3 separate regions of the Mus musculus genome follow, and regions 1 and 3 are each linked to region 2. Evidence: chromatin contacts called from public Hi-C data. All regions are on one chromosome and are shown on one strand. Each heading gives the region's core, a stretch centred on a gene start, on an enhancer-like site or on the middle of the called end of the contact. The rest is flanking DNA. Distances are from core to core; before and after follow the strand shown.

Region 1 (2,700 bases), core at 5-2,504, 1.0 Mb before region 2:
GCATAAATAGTAGTGAAGTGGTGCCAGCTCGAGCAGGCTCTGCCCTGGCTAGGGAGGAGACAAGTCAGGAGGGCCAGCTAGGTAGAAGGTTCAGAGCTGGGAAATCTGAAGCCCAAAGAGGCCCAGGAAAGGCATCTGTGGGCAGTTCTGAAAAGGTACTGCCCGGTGGCTCATTTGCATTTCCTGCACACTCTAGCTGCCACCTGCCACGGTGTTAGGAGGGGTTAAAGAAGAGACCTTAGACCTCATCTAGTGTGGGCGCTTAATCCCCCCTGCTGCCCGGGTCTAGACATTTCAAGCTAGGAGTTGCCTTTCCACAGACTGCTAAAATATTCTGGCTGAGAGCTTTTACATCAAACAACTGTAAAACTGAACTCGAGAAGGGCAGGTCTCATACAGCAGGTCAGCTATAAATATGGTCCAAACTTCTGGAGTCTAGCAGCCCTCAGTCCTCACCAGGACTTTTGGCATTAGAAGGACAGAGTTCACACGTTATAGTCCCAGTATGGAAGAGGCGACAGAGATTCCAGGTGAGAGTAGGGGAAGAAAGGTTTAACCTAGACCTGGCCACGGCTGGTAGCAGGGTGGTTAGTATGTGACTTTGGGATTTAAAAGGCATGGGGACAAATTCTTGTTTCAAGCTGCATGACTGCTTTTCTTCTCATGTGGTCTGGGTCTTAAGCGGATCTCAATGGATCGTTGTATGACTGAATGAGCAGAAGCAGGAGAGACCTAGCACAAGCGACCCTTATTGTTTTCCCCACTTCTCCAGCCTGCCAGACAGATCGCGCTCTGCAGAAACCGAGGCTACCCCTGAGGCCTCCGAGAAAGGGGGCGGGTGGAGCCCATCTTTGAGTCCCGAATCCCGGACGCAGCAAGACCTTGTAGCGGCAAGAATCCCGCCCACTCTAGTAGGTGCATAGGGACAGCGTCTCCGCTACAGCGTCAGAGCTTCGGGAACACAGCGCCATAGGGGTGCACCTCACCTTGTTCTGGGGTCCCGTCCCCCTTCAACCCGCCACTTCCCAGAGGCCGGCGCCTGCTCACGTACCAAGGACGCTGCTCGCCGCCGCTCCGAGCCGGGCTCTGGACACCGCGCTCTCCCGCTCTAAAAGCGCAAGCCCACGTGGGGGCGGGGCGGCTCACCCGGAAGCGGCTCCCGTACCGCCCGCCCCTCCGGGAATGCAGCTTACGCTCCCTTCGGGGCAGTCTCCGGATCACTGGTCAGCTCGCGCGGCCAGATCCACGCTGAGCGGGGCTGGAATCTTGGCCAATCCAGAGTTGCCCGAGAGCCCGCCCGTCTCCCCGCCCCCCAGCTCGGGTCTCACTTGAGGTGGGAAGGCCCGAGGGGGTCCACGTGGGCATTCGGAGCCTCTGGGAGGTGCCCTGGCTTGCAATCCGAACTCATCCCAGAGTTCACTTGACGGTCTATTCTCAGCCCGGAGCAAAAATTGACTGCGTTGCTCACTGGTAAAAGAACAATTGGATGTCAACGGCATTAAAACACCTCGGTAATGCCTAACACCGCGGGTAAATACGTTCAGCAGCAGACTGACTGTCTAGATTTATTTATTCTATGTAATTGATTATCCAGCCCCTATCTCATGGGTTGAGAGATATGAAAGACATTGGAAAAAAAAAAAAGCCGAGAAAACTAACCATCCAAGTATGCTAGGAGATCAGGTTTATCTACAATGGATACATTAAAATTTGGAGTATAAAAGGGAGTAAATTTGGTGGTGCATGCTTTTAATCTTAGCACTAGGTGACAAAAAACCAACCAACCAAACAAACAAACAAACAAACAAACCAAACCCAAAACAAACAAAACAGAAAACAAACAAACCAAAAAACAATTAAAAAAAGAAAAATTCTGACCAAAGGTCTGGGGAAGACTGGAGCGTGGGGTCTAGAGAGGTTTATGGGGCTTTGACAAAGACTTGAGAGTGGCAAGGGCCCTCTTTGTGGAGGGAGCCTTGGGGAATGCTCACTAGGGAGGAGGTGATAAAATTATTTTGGAGGTAAAAGTGGGCAGTTGTGTAATAATACTGTAAATGTTCTAGGTACCACCAGATCTTCATTTTAAAAATGTTTAAGATCTGTGAACTCATCTTGGTTTTCAATAATTCACTAGAAAAATTGAACTTAAAGTTGTAACAAGAGAAGCTGGGTGAAGGGTATGAGAGTGTTGTAGCTTGTCAGAAAACCCTCACCCACAAAGAGCACAGAGACCACCATCATTGCAAAAACTCATGAGGATTTTACTTATCCAGCATGTTGGGGACTCCCCTCTCAGCTGGCAGGCAGGAGGAGAGACCCAGAACAAAGAAGGAACACACTTTTTATACCTTTGTAAGGGTTGGATATAGGCACCAGGGTAGTTTGGCTTATTTTAATTGGTGTAGCCAATAATCTTTTTAGACATTGGTTGGTTTATGTAGGGTGACTCTTATTTTGTCTGTCCTTGTGTGTGTTTTAGTGAGGCGGGGCAGGAGGATTGTTAATTTTGTTTTTGACCGTTAAAACTATGTTTCTATATTTGTTTAGTCAGCCAGCTTTTTATCTGGCTCTGTACTTGGCCTGCTAGTACAGTTTGGAAAGTCCTTTTGAAGGGGGAAGGTACAGGGTAGTCTTGAACTTATTTTTGGATATTACAACAGGGAAAAAACTTATGGAAGACCTCAAAGATTCTTTCCAGAT
Region 2 (2,700 bases), core at 159-2,658:
CCGTTTGTGTACCTGTAGGAGGCTGGTGTGTCGACCTAAAACTGCTGGCCCGTGGAGAGTGAAGACAGGCTGGTGGGAAGGCAGTAGGGCATCTCTGACATTGAGGAGGGTTGCTTCACAGGCAGGGTTGGGGGTGGGGCGGGGCTAGGCCACAGCTTGTTGCTGTTTCCTTTTCAATAGCCGGGTCAGCATTTAGAAGTCTCAGCACCCTTGGGTCTTTTGTTCCCAGGCCTCTACATTACTGTTTAGCAAGTTGATCAAACTACATGGGAGGCTCCCACGAACTGTTTTCTACTGCCCAGGGCAAGGCTGGCACAGAGCAGGTACTCAGTGCTGATTTGCTCACAGATAAGTTCATTTTCAGTAGCCTGCCACCTTGATCCTCACTTGTCCCCGTGGGCACCTCCATGGGATATGCTAATTTGGGTTTTCAATTCATTCTCGCTGCCTGGAAACATCCTGCAGGCACATGTAAGTCCTGTGGTCTGGAAGTCCTCAAGAGTTGTTAAAAGGAAGAAATGTGTTTGTGTCTCTCTGTGTGTACAAGACCACTTGTAGAGACAAGGGCAGTGGCATGTACTGCCCTAGTCCTTCCTGTAAGCAAGGGTGGGAACCACCTGTGCATTCATCGATCCCCTGAAAAAGAAACCAGGCTGTTGGTGCAGCAACCAAGTGCCCACCGTCTTTGTTGAAAGACAATGTTTGGTGGCTAATAGGATATAAACACGTACTCCAAAGAAAAGTACATGTAGTTAGCCAGGTCTGCTGTTGTCAGAACAACCCACCAAGGTGAACCCAAGACTAGTGATTTACCTGGAAAAAGAAGCAGGCCATCACAGATCCTTTTAAATCTCAAGGAGCGGGGTGTGCAAGTGTGTGTTTGAACACCTCACACATTATTTCGTAAAGATCTCACACAATTTCACAGCACTGTCTCAACTAAAGATTTTTAAAGAAAACGCAGATACAAAGTGGAGACTACACCGACGCTTTCAATACTGAACACCGTTTTTCATTAAAAACAAGCCTGGAAGAAACTTCTGGTCCCGAGTGTGCCTCATGCATCGGATCCCATGACTTTGTCACTCGGGACAGGCCTCCCCGCCCCGCTCCTTCACTGCAGGGACGAGCTCAGATCTCATGCACGTGGCGGGCGCAGGGCCCCTACCGGCGCCCTGGGGGAGCGTGGCTGATGAAACGCTCCGGGCTCGGCCCGAGAGACGCTCCTGCCGTAGGGCGACTCGGCGGAGACCGGCTGGGGCGACGCGCCCCAAAAAGGGCGCGCGGGGACGGCGGGGGCGGCGGCGCCGGGACGCCGCGGCGTACAAGGGGCATGGAACCTCTGACCCTGAGCGGCCCGGGCGGCAGCGCGGCGGTGAGTGTGCGCGAGCCGTGCGCGTGCCCGCGCGTCCGCGCTCCCGCGCTCGGGGGTTGGGGCCGCGGGGCCTGCGTGCGCGTCCCTCCGCTCAGGCTCGGGTGACCTCTTCCCGCCCCACGCGTCAGGCGTGGGATCTGCAGGGCAGGGCGGGTGATTTCTGGGGTAAAGGAACCCCAAGGCCAGAGGGCAGAGATCGGGGAGCCTGCTGCCCAAGCCCGAGGCCAGGTACGGTGGGAGACGCCGGGCCGGGCCGCGCCGAGCCGGCTTTCTGTTTTGGCTCCCTCCGGGTTTGCTCCCTGACCTTGGATAGTCGGCTTTCTCTTCCGGGGCTTAATGTTCTCATCATTGAAATGGGGCGTTTGAACTCCTTGTCCAGCCAGGTTTTTCTGCCCTAAACTTTTGGGGGACTGCTGCTTCTCTGATGTGTTGGACTTGCATTGTAATTAATGAAGCTGAGTTAGAAGAAGGAAATCCATTTTTTTTTTTTCTTTCTTTCCTTTCAGGATATGTTAGGCGCTCAGATGTTGGTGAGGCTGGCAGGCACTGTGCAGAGATGAGACCTCTTGGGGGCTTGAGTCTGCACAGCCCGCAACTGGAAAATCTGGTTGCAATGTGGGTTCCCAGAGGAACTCGGTCGGCAGTCACTTGCTCCCTCTGTGCTTTGCTTACCATGGTGTGGGGCTCCCTTACTTGTGTGCTGAAGATTGGAGCAGAGCTGAGGAGGTGGTAAATGGTTAGCATTTGCCATTGGGGTCCTGCCTGACCCCTCATGGCCCTGTAGCCTCGGTACTTGGATGAGAATGTACACGGGGAGCCCTGGACCCATCCTGACCTCTGAGTCGAGTCCATTCAGTTCTGTGTGGCTCCTTTCAGTCTCCTCCTTGGCGAAGCAGCCCATTTAGGCAGCCCAGGGAGTCTGTCGTCCTCCACCTTTGCTGCCTAGTTTCCTCCTCCTCATCTCTCTGGCAGTTCTGAGTGTGTTTTCCCCAGTGGATGGTGATCCCTGCAGGGGAGGGCTGAGCAAACGCTCCATGTTCCACTCCTGGTTTTACAGTCCAGGGGCTGGCCCTAGAAGGTTCTCAGGGAATGTTTGTGGCATAGGTTGATGACAGCTACCTTCTCTCAGTAATCAACCTTTTCCCAAGTGTGGATCTCATGGACGTGGAACCCATAGGGCAATCCTAAGTGTCTGTCCTTGTCTCCTTTCCAGGAAATGGAGGCAGAGAGAAGTCTTGTTACCTTGCTCAAGGCTACCCAGGTGGGAAGTGGTTGGGCTGGGCAGGTTACTTTTAGCCAACACACACAAACTTGGGTGTGTGACT
Region 3 (2,700 bases), core at 146-2,645, 2.0 Mb after region 2:
ACACACACACCCCCCCCCCAAAAAAAAAGAAGAAAAAAGAGAAATAGAAAGGAAAGGAAAGAGAAAAGCAGAATCAGAAAGGACTTGAGAGTTGGCAAGAGATAAACCCAATGCCTGGTACCAATCTACTGGGGAGAGGCCCAGCAGACTCCCAGATGCCAGCACAAAAAGGGGCACTGACCAGCTCCAGATGTCGCTGCCTTTTTTGAGGCCGGGTGGGGGCAAGCAGAAAGGGCCTGCTGCCTTTTCAAGAGCCAAAAGAGTCAGCTGGCCTTCCAGCCCTGAATCAAATGAGCTGAAGCTAGGAATCCCATGAGGAAAGACAGAAGCTTCTATTTTTTTAAAGATTAAAAGAGAATCCATCAAGTGAGCAGCAGATGCCTGAAGAAAAATATGTGGTAGGACTATTAGCACACTGGGAAGTAGGAAAGGATAATGGCCAGTGAGCCTGGTGAGCCTGTTCCCTTCTATTCTCACTTCCTCCATCCTTACACCAAAGAAGGGGGGACTCCATGCTTACGGTGACCCTACTCCAAACTCTTGGGATTCTCAGCAGCTGATATACGCATGACAAAGAAATGACAATCCTGATGGGACTTAAAGATCAGAAGCCCCCATGGCTATCTGGTGGCTAGCTTCCATCCTGTTCAGCTATATAAATGTCTTGTATCTCCATTTGCCTCCAGGATTTGTCTCGATCACAGAAAACTATAACAGATATAACACTGGCTCTTGGACTTTAGAGAGGCACTAGTGAAGGAAAGAAACCTTCTAGGTCTCAACTGTGAGTCTACAACTGACTGCTGATGTGTATAATCTCTGCCCAAGTCCCTCTCCTCTGAGTCCGTAGGTCAGAGAGGGGGTTTGGAATTGTTAAGTTGGCTTGGGCTTCAGCGCCACTTCTTATTCCCCCACTCCACACATGTCTTCCCTGCCTGAGAGGCCGAAGCTCATGCCAATTTCTCTGATGAGGCCACGTGGGAGAACCAGACGTCTGTTTTTAATACTGATGACAGATTAGTGTGCGGGGAATTTAGCCACCCCACAAAACAAGCCTCATTCTGCTCAAAACAACTGGAACAGAAGACTACTTATGCTCAGTGTTTCTAAAGGAGTCCTGAGACCCCATAGCCAATGGTTTCTCTGAAGGAAACAAAGAGGTCACCCAACCTAAGGGAGTATGGATGGGATGCAGCAAAAAGCATGTGCATTTCAATAGCTCAGAGGAGTGTGGAGCACATGGCAGCCATAAAGATTATGTGTTTCCATGAGCACAAGGGAGTGAAATCAAGAAAGATATTAGTACGCACTTGTATCTGCATTGCACACACATGGCCTTCTGAATAAATAATCCCAGCAATGAACTTGGATGCTATCGAAATTTAAAGATCAAAGGTGAAAGTCTAGGATTTCCTATTCTGGAAGCCTCTGACCAACTGTTTCTCTTTCCAAAACAACTCTCTACTTTGTTTTCTTATTCATGTTTCTCTTCCCTCCCATCCCCCAATCCTGATTCCTCTCCCCACTCTAATCATGGAAATAAGAAAGAAACAATTAAGCTTACATAGTTCCTATGTCCCAAGAACTGTACCATAGTTGGTTCTAAAATAGCTTAGATGAGGAAACTGAGACCTAGAAAACATGGTGACACATACTAGCTATTTCAGGGAGAAGTAGATAAATTGGGAGAAGCAAAAGACAGCTTTTGCAAATTCCTATTCCTTCACTGGGCTTATGTTCTTCAGGATAAAATTCATGTAACTAAGCTAAAAGATTCAAATTTGAGCCAAATTCATTTTTTCAGAGGTATTATGGTTTCAATTTGAAGTGCAGTGCCAACAACTAAATTTTCTGTGTTAAGGACACAGTCCTCAGCTACTGGATCCAGATCTTGAGAGGTGAATAGATCCTGGGGTCTCTGAAACAATACCTGTATTGATTCAGTGATAGGTCATCATCGGTGTTATTAAAAGGTGGTGGAATCTAGGAGGTGAGAAGGCTTAGAGGAAGCAAGTCTCTAGAATTACGACTTTGAAAACTCGTGACCTCATTTCCTCCTCACCCCTCCCTCATGCTTTCTCCCTAACTCCCCTTTTGTGGGTAGCATGAAGTAAGCACATTCCTCTCTCACACTCTCCTCCTACCTCACCCGAGTCAGGCCCAAAGCTACAGAGCCAGCTGAGGACAAAATAAATCTTTCCTCCACACAAGTTTGTGTTTTGTTTTGTTTTTCATTCTTTCTTTTTTTCGGAGTATTTTGTCATATACGGTTATATTTTATATCCTATATTCTCATATTTTGTCATAGGAGCTTAACGACCATTCCAAGGTGAATAGAAATTATACTTAGACCCTCAAGGTTGACTGCAAGTCCCCTTACCTACTGGGCCAAATAATCTACTCCCTGGGGCTAGAGAGCTCAATCAATGGGAAAGGTGCTTGCTATACAGGCATGAGGCCCTGCCTTCTGGCATTAAGATTACCAGCAGTCATGGAACCACAATATGGAGATAGAAGAGTCCAAAGGCCTTGCTGGCCGAACAATCTGGCTGACATATTGAGTTTTAGCTTCTGTGAGAGACACTACCACAAAAAAATAAAATAAAATAGAGGAGTATTTGTAAATGGCACTATGATATTAGCCTTTGATTTCCATAAGAATAACTATACATCCTCACATACACACAAGAAATTTCTCAC

The links. A called contact is a pair of places that touch in the nucleus more often than the background predicts.
Region 1: a contact with region 2 is called in a Hi-C map of the G1E-ER4 cell line, with 5 times the contacts expected there. The contact joins the promoter of Alad here to the promoter of Tmem268 in region 2. A contact is called at or near these places in 5 of 39 promoter capture datasets (the C10 cell line, the HPC-7 cell line, embryonic stem cells and 1 more), 5 of 484 Hi-C or Micro-C datasets (the G1E-ER4 cell line and regulatory T cells), 6 of 115 datasets of contacts at active chromatin or transcription factors (the SCID.adh cell line, embryonic stem cells, large pre-B cells and 3 more) and 1 of 9 other capture datasets (embryonic stem cells).
Region 3: a Hi-C map of liver shows a contact between it and region 2, with 3 times the contacts expected there. The contact joins the enhancer-like site here to the promoter of Tmem268 in region 2. A contact is called at or near these places in 2 of 39 promoter capture datasets (hippocampal neurons and liver) and 1 of 484 Hi-C or Micro-C datasets (liver).

Annotation. Positions count from the first base shown.
Region 1 is chr4:62,518,809-62,521,508 of GRCm38.p6, forward strand. Alad (aminolevulinate, delta-, dehydratase) reads right to left here and starts at 1,255. Exons shown (of 12, transcript NM_008525.4): 1 at 1,052-1,255.
Region 2 is chr4:63,557,355-63,560,054 of GRCm38.p6, forward strand. It overlaps Tmem268 (transmembrane protein 268), which reads left to right and starts at 1,409. Exons shown (of 10, transcript NM_001356354.1): 1 at 1,409-1,603.
Region 3 is chr4:65,530,871-65,533,570 of GRCm38.p6, forward strand. All of the region lies in intron 19 of Astn2 (astrotactin 2), which reads right to left. Among named protein-coding and RNA genes, the nearest start is that of Trim32, 73 kb to the right of the region's middle. Within about 2 kb of position 1,396, at least 12 of the 459 cell types and tissues checked have an H3K27ac peak or open chromatin away from gene starts, as enhancers often do. A contact at or near this core is called in liver, where this site is marked.